2 separate regions of the Arachis hypogaea genome follow, and region 1 is linked to region 2. A link is a contact called in public Hi-C data. All regions are on one chromosome and are shown on one strand. Each heading gives the region's core, a stretch centred on a gene start, on an enhancer-like site or on the middle of the called end of the contact. The rest is flanking DNA. Distances are from core to core; before and after follow the strand shown.

Region 1 (2,911 bases), core at 412-2,911, 100 kb after region 2:
TTCTTTCTCACTAGGTAGCTACAGAGTCTCGCTTGCATATCAAACATGTGACTGTGAATACTTCCAGGCTCTTCATTTCCCGTGTCCCCACGCACTGACATGCTGTGCCTACTCACGGCTTACATGGGAGCCTTACGTCCACTACGTGTATCGTCTTAGTTCGGTCTTCAGTGTGTATCGGATGGGTTTCACACCTCCCATTCCGGAGGGTTTCTGGCCACCATATGACGGGCCGACTGTCATCCCTGACCCCAATAAGAGGCGTGCGAGAGAGGGTCGGCCGAGGTCCACTAGGATACAGACCAATATGGACTAGGCAGATCCGAACCGGCCAAAGAGGTGTGGGCTTTGTCAGCAGCCGAGCCACACACGTCGAAGTTGTCCACAGCTCGGAAGAGCAGAGCACACACGGGGGCATGATTAGGTGTTTTGGTGGAGTTGGTACTTTCGTTGTTTCAATTTCGCATTTAGATTCCACTATTATCGGTTTTCTTACTTGTAGTTGCTAACTGATAGAATTTGTTAACGTTAGTGTGATGTACTTTGAATGGGAATTTAGTTAATGAATATGTTCTTTCTCCGCAGTTTTAAACGAAATGTATGTCTAATGCACACCAGAATAAATAACTCTGCGAGTTTTATTAAACCATGATGCAGAAACTATGTTCGTAACTTAAATTGCTGTGCGGAACGAATTCTTAGTAATTCGAACCATCTTAGTTCGAATTACTTGCTGGCTAATTCTTCACACTAATTCGAATCTAATTGGTTCGAATTATATGTAAAAGTTCGAACCCAATTGGTTCGAATTATTTGGCAAACCTTTACAAGGTGTAATTCGAACCTAATTGGTTCGAATCACATGGAGATTGAGTTCGAACCAAATTGGTTCAAATTATATAGAAATCTCCTTTGGTTGATTGATGAACCAATTTTTGATTTGGCTGATTCATGTAATATTGACCTAGCTATGGTTTACTTATGTGTTTTGCCCTACTTTTTATTTGTTTTTTTGTGACTTTAAAAAAAAAATAAACAACAACTAAAAAAGATAAAATAAATAAAAAACTGCTTAAGAAAGATAATTCTCTTTGAATACTATTTTTAAAATCTTTTTAAGATAATGGAAGTTCTACTTGAAAAGAAAGAGTCCTCATTGCAGTTTTTATCATGATATTTGCTATTGTATTTATATCTCTCAAAATCAACCGGAATCAGCACGCCGTTTCCAATATCTCGGATTTTGAACACTAAAAGATCAATAAATCTAGAGCAATCCTGTAAATTATTGACAATAGTAAAAGTTTCTACACAGTCTATCTCACATATAATATCTTTTTATCCCGAGTTTTATGCTAAAAGAAAGTCTCTTTAAATAGCAAACAACTCTTCTTGCAAAAATTATTTTTTATTTGTTTGAGGCACTCTCTTAGTCTCTTATTTATTTATTATACAAAAATATTATTCGTATATTAAATTAATTACTAAAATCAGCCATTAATATATTTATGTATAAATATATATAATTTAATTTATTTTAATGTATATTTATATTCTAATATGTATTTTATATTGATAATTGACTTTGATTGTTAATTTTAGTATACACATCAAATAATTGTTATTTATATTAATAAATTGAAGTCATATTTATTGATTATTATATTATTATTACATTATATATTTTAATGCATGGTGTTTCACATCGAACAAACAAAGAAGCTTTTGTTACTTTGTGCCAAAATGGAGGGTCCTTAGTTCTCTTCTCTCTCTCTCTCTCTCTCTCTCTCTCTCTCTCTCAATCACACTCTTCACCTTCTCCTCCTTCTTCTTCTTCACCCTTTCTTCTTCTCCTTTGATCTGCTGATTCTTCAGGTAAAACGTTAACATCTTCAGCACACAAAGTGTTTATTTATTTATTTATTTTTTTGCTTCCAAGCAAATTATGTCTCCTTCTTCTGCCTCCTTTTGCTTTCAACTTTTGTAGCCTCTCTTTTTATCTTTATTCGGTTTTCCTATAAAAACTTTCGATCAATGTCTTCCATTTTTCTCAAAATTCCTTCACTGCACTAACAAACACAAACACAAGCATAGCCATCAAGTATTTCTTTTATTATTGACTAATAATTATTATTTTTATTTTCATTATTTAAGGGATTGCTCTAATATACTTAACAGTCTCACATACATTGTTGATTCTTCAGTGTTTGGGTTGCTTCTGAGGTCTTTCTCTTAAAACCCTGAGGCTAGATTTATGTTATTAAACTTAAAAAAAAAAATCATGAACAAGTCATAAAGCATGACATACTTGGTGATTGATGCTAATTTCATGCTTCTTAGGCTGAAAGCATAAGAAACATTGGAAAAAAAAATTGTGAACAATAGTATGCTTCAATAGGTTAATGAAGTTACTCAAATCAATGAATTATAATTTGTTGAGGTTGCTTATGAATCAAGTGTGGCCAGCTATGTTTACAATGTTAATTGTTTATTTATTTATTGCTTTGTCCAATTTTCTGTGTGTTTGAAGATTCCTCAGTGTGTAAGCAACGCATGACAGATGTTTGTGTTATTGTTTTGATGATAAGGTATTCAAAATTGGGAGATTCTCTATTGAACTGCTATGTCTCCGCTACTCGGCGTGGTGGGGGATGAGGAAGGTCAGCAGAGCCATGTGACTCTGTTGGTTTCTTCCTCATCCACCATGGAAAGTGTGAATTGTCTGAACAGCTCGAAACTGAAGGAGCGAAACTACATGGGATTGTCTGATTGTTCTTCTGTGGATAGCTCAGTTCCCTCATTCTCTGATGAGACTAAAAGCAATCTGAACCTCAAAGCTACTGAGCTGAGGTTGGGGCTTCCGGGATCTCAGTCTCCTGAAAGAGACTCAGATCTTTGCTTGAGGAGTTCT
Region 2 (3,117 bases), core at 213-2,712:
TGAAAACTCCCCGATACCAACAAATTCTTCAGAGCTAGCTGGTTACCATATATCTTCAAGCTAAGCTAAGCATACAACTACATCACGATAATAAAATAATATTTGCATTTCATCATCCTTTTATATCACAAAATAATCAAAGAGTAATTGGGACTTTATACAATAATTGAGCCATGCAGTTTCTTTCATATTCTTATAGTATAGTATTTTATAATTTTGCAAAACTAGTTGATGATTGGATAAAGATACTAGTTTGATTCTTACCGCTGAAACTTAATTATTCCATCTCTAGTTTTCTTAGTTTTGGTTTTATGGTGGTGTTAAGAACCAAAAAACTACCAGAAATTGTATTGGCAATTTTATAACTAACATACTCATCAAATTGAACTCTTATGTGGACATCATTGGACTATTAAATCGTTGCACCTACTGTTGCCTTACTAAATCATTCAACTGTTTTATCACCATCATGTCTCAAAATAAGTCGTAAGTTGCAATAATTTAGTACTTTATTGTATTTTCTCTAGTTAATCGTGATAAGATATAACGATTCTCTAACAAAATTTACGTGGAATGGTAAATCACCTTACCTTACCATGAAATACATATAAAAAAAAGGATAAATATATAACCAAATTTGTTTAGGACAAACACGTTATCACTGTTACCAATTGTTTTATTTACGTAAAAATACCCCATCCAAATACACCTTACTTTTTTTTAAGAAGATGCATGCAATATCCATTTAGTTAGATATTTTATTTCCTACAAATTTATTAACCTCCTTAATATCACCCTAATCATTCAAGAATAAAATGATATCACATATATTTTTAGTTAATTCATTTTATTTAATTAAAAGATATTAAGTGACTTTTTTTTATATGTATCTTGTATTTGAGATAATACTAATTAATTTTTTTATTACTAAAAGTAATAATTTCTTGACATTAATTTCCTTGAAAAGTATACGAGGAGAACTAAAAAAAATGGCAGACAAATATTTTCAAAAAAACAAACAATCGCGGCATGTATAACGAGGAAATAAAATTCGAGTTTTGCCAGCATTTTAAGAAAATTAGATTAGAAGGCAATAAATTATAGTTTAAATAGTATAATTTTTTATTTTTACTTAAAAATTTTAAATTCGAATCTCACTCCTAATTTAAAAAAAAAAGAAAATTATACCAGAAAATATGTTTTTATTACGGTTTGATGCGTGCCCCATTTTGTGATGGCAGGAAATTTTAATTCTACTACTTTTTATTGAAAAGGAAAAACAACAAAGAGCAAGCCCATTTCTGAATGAAAATAAATAGACCCAAACTGAAAAAGAAAACAATTGTATCCATGGACGATTTAATTATTTAAACGAACTAAAATCACTGTCCAACTCCACACGCGTGCATTTCACTTTCACATAAAAAAGCGACACTATCATCGCTTTTGAAAGCCATGGCCTGTGGGACCCGCTTCCCTTCACCAGAACTTTAAAAAGTACCTCCTGTCCTCCCAGGCTCCCACCAACGCAGTTCGCCCGTGTAGTAACGCGCATTACTTCGGCGCGTAGCATGTGTGTTCATATTAGTGAGGGAGGTTACCTGTCGCGTTCTGAACCCGGCAATCCAAAATTAAAAGCCGCTTTCTTGTCGCCCAACACATCATTTCGCTTTACTCTGTTTTCCCATGTCCCCCCTCATCCATTTAAAAAATAAAAAATAAAAAATAAAAAATAAAAAATAAAAAATAAAAAATACTTTACATTAGTATAAGTTATTTTTAAAAAAATATTTAAATTAATTCTCAATTTTTCAAATATTATCAATATTAGTTTTTAATATATTAAAATAATTAATTTCTTCATTTTTAACTTTTTATAATTAATTTTTATTAAAATATTTTTATACGAATTAAATGATCGATTATTTTTTTCAAAAAACTAATTTTTTCATTTTTTTTATTATTGATTAATATATTTAATATTTTGAAAAACTAATTTTTTCAGGAATATTTGTTTAGAATTTTATTTATTCAAAATTCTTTAAAATTTTTATTTTACGGTATTTACTTTGTATTTAAAATCTCATATTTTAATCTAAAAACTCTCACTTATTTAATATTAGAAATATATTTAGGATCAAAGGTAACAATCATAACATTCATTCAAATTTTTGTTACTAAATATTATAATAAGATGTAAAACTAAAAGAAATAATATGTCAACAACTTTTATAACAACTATGTCAAAAGAAAGAAAGAAAAATTGATATCCGTACTTTTAGTATTATATAATGAGTTAAGTCTTAAAATAGTTTCTAAAGTTGTACTCGAATTTTAAAGTGGTCATTGAAGTTAATAGTTACTCAATTTTGCATCCGAACTTGCACTTTGGGACTCATACTAGCTCCTAATGCGCTTTCCGTTTATTGGAACATTGAAACGATGTCGTTTTATATTTATAGAAAAAAATCCGAGCCTCCCCTTCCCCTTCCCCAACCCGAGCCCCCTTCCCTTCTTCTTTCTCTCTGTTGCCGCTTCTCGCCAGCCTCCGTCACGACGCCGTCCGCGCCGCACGCCCCCTTCCCCAACCTAATCTCTTATACTCTTGTCTCCTCTCTATATCTCTTTGCATCTCCCTCTTCTCTTGTCTCCTCTTTGTCTCCTTCTGCCTCTCTAATCACAAATTAATTCCTCCATTATCTCATTTTGTTTTTCTTCATACACAACTAACCATCAATTTTCACATATGAATTAACTAAACATTCTCATTACTCATCAATACACACAATTTCAACCAACTCGATTCAAAGTCATCTTTCACTTAAACCACAAAATCCATTTATCAAGTTCAAAATTGTATGCAGCCAGTGACAGAACAGACTCAATTGCAGCAAAAAAATTGGAAAAAAAGAATCCATACAAGAGAAAAGACAAAGAGGAGAGACTAAGTTGGGAAGGGGGCGAGTAGCATGGCACCGTGACAAAAGCCAGCGAGAGGTGGTGGCAGAGGCCTCAGGTTAGGAAAGGAGGAGGGCCTCAGGTTGGAGAATGAAAAAGGGAAGGAGAACGGGAGGGAGAAGGACCTCAAGTTGGGGAAGGAGAAGAGAAGGAAAAGGG

What was found. Hi-C and Micro-C count contacts between places; a contact is called where the count stands out from the background.
Region 1: a contact with region 2 is called in a Hi-C map of leaf, with 2.7 times the contacts expected there. The contact joins the promoter of LOC112703318 here to the enhancer-like site in region 2. A contact is called at or near these places in 2 of 8 Hi-C or Micro-C datasets (both in leaf).

Annotation. Positions count from the first base shown.
Region 1 is chr7:67,123,871-67,126,781 of arahy.Tifrunner.gnm2.J5K5, forward strand. It overlaps LOC112703318 (auxin-responsive protein IAA9), which reads left to right and starts at 1,662. Exons shown (of 7, transcript XM_025754719.2): 1 at 1,662-1,875; 2 at 2,589-2,911. The coding sequence starts at 2,624.
Region 2 is chr7:67,023,914-67,027,030 of arahy.Tifrunner.gnm2.J5K5, forward strand. No RefSeq gene overlaps it. Among protein-coding and RNA genes, the nearest start is that of LOC140174504, 7.6 kb to the left of the region's middle. Within about 2 kb of position 1,463, at least 3 of the 3 cell types and tissues checked have open chromatin away from gene starts, as enhancers often do.